Regions from separate parts of the Pan troglodytes genome. Here region 2 is linked to region 1. A link is a contact called in public HiChIP or PLAC-seq data. All regions are on one chromosome and are shown on one strand. Each heading gives the region's core, a stretch centred on a gene start, on an enhancer-like site or on the middle of the called end of the contact. The rest is flanking DNA. Distances are from core to core; before and after follow the strand shown.

Region 1 (4,203 bases), core at 598-3,097:
TTGCGTGGGCAGTTTTATTTACTGCAGTCCCCCAACACGTTGACTCCTCTCCTAGGACTAGAAAGTTACAAAGAAACTTTCTAAGACGGCACTGGTCAGCAGAAGTCTACTTCTAAGTTGCTTAAATATTTCAAGGTAATGCAGCAATGCAATAAAATGAGGTAATAGAGATGAGAACAATCCCAGCAACTCCGCGAACAGCAGAGGCTGCTCAAGCCAAGAAGCTCCGCATTTTCCCCCAACTAATGTTATACCCTGCTCCTGGGCAGTACTAATTTAAGCCATTACCCACGCTCCACACCACCCACCATATTCTTTGTCTATAGGATTTCCAAAATTTAACGCCTTCCCTCCTATTCCTCCGACCAACTGCAATTTTCACTGCCCCTACACCCGTAGGTTCCACAGTTGGGAATTAACCTTTTTTCTGAACTCCATAAATCACAAGTGCCCAAGAACAATCTGATCGAGATGGGCTCCTTAGTAGCCTAGAGATGCAAGTTTTCAGCGCCCGGAGATGCATGTTTTCAAAGTTTTTGTTTGCCTCGTTCGACTTAAAAATTCGTTTCTGACACCTAAGCCCTACCACAACCGGGCTCCCCGCGCCCGCGTCCCCCGCCATTCGCCGCCCCCTACCTCGCTCAAGCAGGGCGAAGTTGCGTTCGGAGAGCCCGGGATCTGTACGGCTCGCTTCGCATCTTGCTGCTGCCCCCGACTGACTGCGTAGTGCTCTCGCAAACTTACTCGAGTCGGGGTCCCCTCCCTCCGCAGCGGAGCACTCCAATGGCCAGTCCGGCTCGCCGCGGCCAGTTCCCTGCCTGCTACGCGAAGTCACCCAGCGCCGCGCCAAGGCTAGGTGGTTTCTTCAGGAAGAGGCTGGGAGGGGTTAATGCCTTAACCCCCCCCACGCCCTCTGCCAGCTGGGGGCCCCCGGATCTGAACTGCTGAGACGCACTGTCCAGGAAAGATCTGGGGCAGAAGCAAAAAAAGAACCCCTCCTCCCCAAACAACAAATGAAAGAAAAAAAGAGAGAGAAGGGGCGGAGCCCGGTAACCCCTGGATTCTACTGTATAAATCACTGCCCTCGCCCAGATAGATGCTGATCCCTGGCTGTGGAGAGGATTCTCCCGAGCCCCTGAAAAAAAAAAAAAAAAAGGTGGAGAGACTTTGAAAACTTTTCTCTCGAAAAGTCTGAGGAGGCAGAGGACGGCCCGGAGTCTCGTAGCGCACCGCCCTGGTCCCACACCCCCCGCAGCCCTAGGAGGATCGGTGTGCTGAGCTTGTGGCCAGGAGCTCCCCGAGCCACTTTCGCGCGAGCAGCAGAAAACCTGAGCCGCGGCCCGGCGAGTGTCGGCGGCGCTCTGGGGAGGAGAGGCTGGGAAGGGGCTGCGAGAGGTACGGAGGAGACAAGCAGCCCGGGAGGGAGAATGAACCGGGAGGTTCCTGTACTCCCCCCGCCACCCCAGATCCTCGTGCTACTCGAAACTGCGGTCTGAGGGGCAGTGGCTTTCCCAGAGTGCACAGAGAAATGAACCGGCGCCGGTTTTGGTGTTGGGCGAGGGGTTTCCCTCAGCTGAGCACAAAGTCAGGCTGTGTGTCCCAGATTCTGGCCAATGGAGATGTCGTTGAGGGGGTGGGCTGCTGCTGAGTCCTGAGAGATTCAAAACGCCTGGGCAGCTCAGGAATTTCCAAAGGGGAAGATTCTCGGCCAGGAGCTGCGGAGCAACTGCAGCTGCCCAACAGGAGCCGGCACCCTTCTCTCACATTCTGCTTGGGAGTCGACTCAGAGGCCTCAAATTCTCATTACTAGCACTTTGCCCACCCTTTTCTTTTGCTTAGATGCTACTTAAGAACGTGAGGCTGAGAGGCGGCCTTGGTCAGATCTGCCTGCGTGACAAGCTCAGGACAGGACGCTTCTGCCCTTGCATTACTGTTGTAAAAGTTTCCACCCAGTCCCTGGTCGCACTGCGTTCCCATCCCGGCAGATGTGAACTCAAAAACTTCCTCCGCTGTGCAGTTTCAATTGGCAGACACACCCTGTACCTGAATGACTCAGAAGGAGGCAGAATGAACAAACAACAGACCCCTGACTTCTGGGATTTTGTGAGTTTGCCAAAAAAAAAAGAAGTGACAGTTAATTCACAGCTGTTTTAAAGCATTCATCGACAGCGACGCACCCAATACATACCCACAGCTTCAACAACAGTACAGTGCATATAATGTGGAAACCAAGATAACGGTCCTCTAAGACTCCAGAGTAGATCCTAATTGGATTTGAAGACTTATTTCACTTAAAGGGGAAGAGGTATATTGTGTCTACCCAGCACAACAAAACGGGGGACTTGGCATTCCCCCCCTTCTCCCGCCTCCACCCACACTAATTTATGCATTCTTTAAAGCCAAAGGAATCAAAGTGAAATTTCACACCTAGTCTGTATCAAGCATGTGCTAGGTTAATTTAACCTTACTGCTCTGTGAAGTAAGTAAGCATTGCTGGCCATTTTATTGTTGAGAGTCATTCAGACAACTAAGGTGACTTGTAGATTTCCCAGCTAGTGAGTGGCAGAGCTGGGTTCCAAAACCTAAATATTGCAAATGCCTTGCCTTGTGGCTCAAACGCTATCAGTCAATAAACAGTTAAGGAATTGAAATATATGTTCCTAGAGGGAAACAGACTTCTAGATTTAAAGTTTTACATTTGCTGCATTTCTGGCTGTACAAGTCTACAAAATGCATGTAAAAGTATGCTAATGAATGTCCTTTTAAAACCACTCATTTTCTACGTAAGCATACAAAGTGTATACATATGCATATTAATGAATGTTTTCTAAAACTTCTCATTGTCTGCCTATGATATCTCATGTAACATTGTACTTTTAGTATTTGCACATAGTGTTACACATATTAATCCATTTAATCTGACAAGTTAGGCACTATAATTATTCTAATTTTACAAACAAGGAAATTGACTCCCAGACATATTAAGCAGCTTGATTAATGTGGGACAGGCTGCAGACTCTTAACCACTACTCCAGACCACCATGATAAACCTCAAACAGGTTCAAGAATTTCCTTGGGGATATCAGTTGTTTTCTTGTGAATACCACTGGTTTTTAACATTCAATATTGATAAAGTGTTTTACAGAGTCCAAAAATCTTTCAGATTGTTATTTAATAATATTCATCTTTAGTACACACCTATGAGATATAACTGTAGATGATCAACTTAGGTAAAATTAGATAGTAGGCAAATGTTTCCAGCAATGGCGTCCTGGCCAATTCCAAGTCTCTAGTTCCCTTATAAGTCTCTTCCCATTGCTCTCCAAGGAGGCCCTAAAAATTGCATTCTCAAGCTATCTCCTGAATGCCAGTACAACTCCCTGTCTGCTGCTGCCTAGAAGTCAAGCCCAATATTCCTACCTTAAGTTTGCTCCATTTCCAATTTTTGATTTCAAAGTGGCTTTGTTGTTCTTTACACATGCTTTAGTGTTTCTCTTTAAGAGTTTCCAGATAAAATACCACACAATCTTTGGAGCATACACTAAACAAAAATTTGTCATAAATGTGCCATTCAAATGTAACTGTGTGAGCTATCTTTTTTTTTTTTTTTTTTTTTTTTTTTTGAGACAGAATCTCACTCTATTGCCCAGGCTGGAGTCCAGTGGCGTGATCTCAGCTCACTGCAACCTCCGCCTCCCAGGTTCAAGCAATTCTCCTACCTCAGCCTCCTGAAAAGCTGGGATTACAGGCATGCACCACCACACCCAGCTAGTTTTGTATTTTTAGTAGAGATGGGGTTTCACCATGTTGTCCAAGCTGGTCTCGAACTCCTGACTTCAGGCGTTCCACCTGCCTTGGCCTCCCAAGGTGCTGGGATTACAAGCATGAGCCACCGTGCCCAGCCATGAGCTATATTTTTTATCTGCTAAATATTGCAACTCTACTCTTTTCCTTTTCCTCTTTTTTTTTTTTTTTCAACTGAGACAGGCTCTGGCTCTGCTCTGTCATCCAGGCTGGAGTGCAGTGGCGAAATCATAGCTCACTGCAGCCTTGATCTCCCGCCCTCAAAGGATCCGCCTACTTCAGCCTCCCAAGCAGCTGGGACTACAGGCACCAGTCACCATGTCCTGATAATTATTATTTTTATTTTTTGTATAGACAGGAGTCTCACTTTGTTGCCCAGGGTGACCTTGAACTCCTGCG
Region 2 (4,203 bases), core at 558-3,057, 210 kb after region 1:
ATGAGGACCTGAGAATCAAGATGGTGACAGACGGTATGGTTTCTATTGAGATACACAGGCAGACATGACAGACGATGTGGGGGTGACTCCCAAGTGTCTGGCTGGGGTTAATCTGTTGATGACAATACTCTCCTCACCCACCCCCCGCCCCCACCCATCCAAGTAGATAATATGGAAAGAAAAGCAAAATTGAAAGGGAAGGTGATGGATTCAACCTTGGATGTGTTGAATATGCTTCCAGGTTATCTAGGTGAAGATTTCCAGCAGAACGTTAACATGAAGCCAAGAGGGAGGAAGTCTGGATAGGAGGCTGAAATTTGAATCTACAAAATATTAGCGATACTAGGAATTCTGAGTGAACAGCCAGTTTTTGTGAGGTTTTGTTTGTTTTACTTAAGCCATTCTAATAGGTGGGTTGTGGTAGCTCATTGTGATTTAAATGTTTATTTTCCTAATGTCTAATGATGTTTAGGATTTTTTTTGTTTGTTTAAGATCTTTTAAAATAATTATTTGTTATTTGTGTATCTTCTTTGGTGTCTATTCAAATCTTTTGCCCATTTTTAAACAACGAGCTGTTTTATTATTGCTTTTGAGTGCTCCTTATATATTCTCCATACAAGTCCTTCATCAGATACATGCTTTGTAAATATTTTCAGTATGTGGCTTCAAGTCTTTTGAAGAGCATAAATTTTTACTTTGTTGAAGTCCAATTTATCAATTTTTTTCATCACGCTTTTGGTTTAAGAAATATTTGCCTAAATAAGGTCACAAATATTTCCTCCTATGTTTTCTTCTGGTATAGGTTTAGGTTTTCCATTTACATCTACGATCCATTTTGAGTTTTTTGGGGTGTGTATGTGGTGTGAGGAATAGATCAACGTAATGAGAGGGGATAAAACCAGCCACGAAGAGTTTATAGATAGGAAGTGCAAAAAGGTGGATGGAACCTGGGAATGAAAAAAAGCTAAGGTTCAAGGAAGCGGAGTTGGGCATTGTCGGGGAGGCAACAGGAAAATTCTGAGTAACCAACACTGCCTGCTAAGAAAAGCAATGACAGCTGTCTTTTTTAACCTGGATGAGGTCACCTTGGGAAGAGCATTTTCAGTCAAAACAAATCTTCCCTATTCCTAATTACATGTAACCAACAGCTTTATAAGAATTCCCCCGGCAGAAACACTTGAGAGGTCTGAAATCCCTGAGCACTATTAAAGGTCACTTCTTTAGATACAGGAAGGTCTGGGATTCCTGACACTGAGGGTGACTGAAGCATCCTTGGGGCACTCCAGGCATAAGGTCTTGGGGACAAACCCAAGGAGTCATTGCCTTGTTGGGAAATCAGAAGCACACTCACTGCTGGGTTTGCCAATCTCACGCTTCACCAAGAAGACACCTAGTTGAACTACAGGAGGATGAGAAGACTGGAATTAAAATCTGTGCACTCGGCCAAATCCGGGGACAAATCAGGAAAATCCTTCCCAGCCCTCCCTGTTTCTGGAGAGGAGGAGTAGGGCGCAGGGCCCCTCCCGACGACTCTCTTCCACATGGCTCCTCTCGAGCGAAGAGCTACTGCACTTACCCAGGCTTAGGAAGCGGGTGTTTAAGCCATGGGTTAGAGGGCTCGTGAGCACGCCCGATCCTTTCCCTGAGGCTATGAAACGGTGGCTCCACGGACTCCTCTCGGCCGACTGACCTTTCGCCGCCCTGCCCCAGCAGCCGGCGGGTTTCCACCAGTGGAGCCGGGGTCTGGTCTCCGCAGCCCAGTAGCCCGCTAGCCCGGCCCCCTCCCGCTAGTCGTAAAGTGCAGTAAAGGCACCAGCATTTTGCGGCACCGTAGGTGAGGCCGGCGGCGTGGGCCTTTTCTCTGCACGGAGCCGGCGGTTTTGCAGTTGCTTCTGCGGAAAGGTGGTAGTTAAGAATTTGTAAAGGCCAGGGAACTAGCTACGATTCTCTCAGCGGGTAATTGGCTGCTCCTAGGTTTGTGTAACAAGCGGCAAAACTGGTAGGGTTGTTTAAAACCTCTTATCCCAGTCCTTAAGCGTGACATAAGGTTCCCAAACGCCTCCTTGTGAGTTGCCTCTTCTCTTGTGCTACTTTGGTTGTCATCGTGTTCATCACTAGATTTTAGATGTCCTCGGTGTAACTGACGGTTTTTCTGTCCACTTCGTCTTGCAGTCTCTCTTCTCCTGAAGTTTGAAATGCTTTATCTCATCGGCTTGGGCCTGGGAGATGCCAAGGACATCACAGTCAAGGGCCTGGAAGTTGTTAGACGCTGCAGTCGAGTGTATCTGGAAGCCTACACCTCAGTCCTGACTGTAGGGAAGGAAGCCTTGGTAGGTGCTGAGCGTTCCCCAGCCTCCTGGGAAGAAAGCTATCTAACATCTAATTTTCATACACTAAGCTGAACAGAATTTTCAGGTCTGCTTGTTTAAACCCTTTGAAACGCATTAATGAACCCTTGTTCATTAATGATCTGAGGAGCAGAAGAATGGAAATTATACACCAACCAAGTGACTTGGAAAATGAAAGGGTGCTTTGTCCTATTTTACAAGTCTAATTTTGTGGCTTTCTCCAGTAAATAGGAAAGCTATTTTATACTCTTGGGGGATAGTTATCAAAACCCCTTATTTCATGAGGTAGTCAAGAAATCCTTTCTGAGTTGAGTGCTAATGAGGTGCTGACACAGCCTTAATGAGTTGGTTATATATATTCAAAAACCAAGCTGAAAGCTTCCCCCTTTGAAGTATGTCCATAGGGAATGGCGATTGCCTTTTTGTATCCTGTCCAGAGAGATCTTATCTTAAATAGACTATCTCCCAATAAGGCTTATACTGATACACTTGTATATATTGAGTGAGCTTGGACTTAATATATACAAATGTATGAGTATACACTTATATGAGTATACACTAAGTAACCAAAGTATTTGTTAGTATATTATACATTTAGTTGGCCCTCATAAGGGCCCAGTAAATTTGGGGGAAGGGTCAACTTCAGGTTCATTGTCAAACTCTAAGTAGAATGTAAATCAAAAGATTAATACATATGTTACGGGAGGAAGGAGCAGATTTATTGTCATGTCTTCCAAACAAAAAATAGACTTAAAATTTTTAGGCCTCAGATTACTTTAAAATCTTATAGAAGGAATGAAGAACTGCTACTTGAATTGGCCATGCATTTAAATAAAAGTTGTGTGCAAAGACCAACTTTGATATATACATATATGTGGAGAGAGAGAGAAAATAAGTCTTGCTCTGTTGCCCAGGCTGGGGTGCAATGGTATGATCATGGCTCACTGCAGCCTCAACCTCCTGGGCTCAAGTATCCTCCCACCTCAACCTCTCGAGTAGCTGAGACTACAGGTGGGTGCCATCATGCCCAGCTAATTTTTTGTATTTTTTGTAGAGAGAGGGTTTTGCCACATTGCCCAGGCTGATCACAGGTTCCTGGACTCTAGCGATCTGCCCGCCTCAGCCTCCTAAAGTGCTGGGATTGTATAGGCACGAGCAACCACACCCAGCCTAAGGCCAGCTTTGATTTAAAAAACATTTTTTTTTCTCATTTTTTCACTCTTAGGATAGAACCAAAATATCTAAGCTCGAAATGATGGAAATGTGCATCTCTAATCAGTGATTAAGGAAAAGTAAAAGGAACTTAACACCTTCAAGAAAAGACAGACAAATATCAAAACAGCAGTTTGATAGAATGAGATATCAGGGGATGGCATAGAGGAAAGTTTGGATATAGTTTTATCTTTGCTTTGTTACATGTTAATGTGACCTTGGAGAAGTCCTTTAACTTTAGTGTCTTTTTTAAATGGGGTAAAAAACACCTACTTTAGGTGTTCAGCATAGTTCTTAGCATAGGTTCTTAACTATGGTATGTGGCACAAAACTGTGCAGAAATAGAAATTGTCAATGTTCACATTTCCAAACTTCTCTGAACCTCAGTTTCTTCATTTGTCAAGTGGCAATTACCAGTTGGAGGGTTATGTAGTGTTTTATTGAGATGATGTATATGAAAGTGCTTTGTAAATTTTCAGTGCTAGCTAAATGTTAATTTTGGCTGCTGTTATTTTGTAAAGTATTTTTTTCCAAAGACAAAACTTCTGGAGTTACTACTTACAGCGTCAAGACCTGAAGCTGGACCCAGCCTTACCTACAGTAAATTATGTGTACTTTGTTAAGGTGCTGGAATATCTGTTT

What was found. HiChIP or PLAC-seq counts read pairs in DNA pulled down with a chosen protein or histone mark.
Region 2: a contact with region 1 is called in an H3K4me3 HiChIP or PLAC-seq map of stem cell-derived excitatory neurons, with 6 times the contacts expected there. The contact joins the promoter of DPH5 here to the promoter of S1PR1 in region 1. A contact is called at or near these places in 2 of 7 Hi-C or Micro-C datasets (blood and stem cell-derived neural progenitor cells) and 1 of 1 datasets of contacts at active chromatin or transcription factors (stem cell-derived excitatory neurons).

The regions. Positions count from the first base shown.
Region 1 is chr1:129,939,412-129,943,614 of NHGRI_mPanTro3-v2.0_pri, forward strand. It overlaps S1PR1 (sphingosine-1-phosphate receptor 1), which reads right to left and starts at 1,848. Exons shown (of 3, transcript XR_010153002.1): 1 at 637-1,848.
Region 2 is chr1:130,151,850-130,156,052 of NHGRI_mPanTro3-v2.0_pri, forward strand. DPH5 (diphthamide biosynthesis 5) reads left to right here and starts at 1,808. Exons shown (of 8, transcript XM_009426433.5): 1 at 1,808-1,903; 2 at 2,174-2,331. The coding sequence starts at 2,197. It overlaps LOC736093 (a long non-coding RNA gene), which reads right to left and starts at 1,790. Exons shown (of 6, transcript XR_010153056.1): 1 at 1,578-1,790.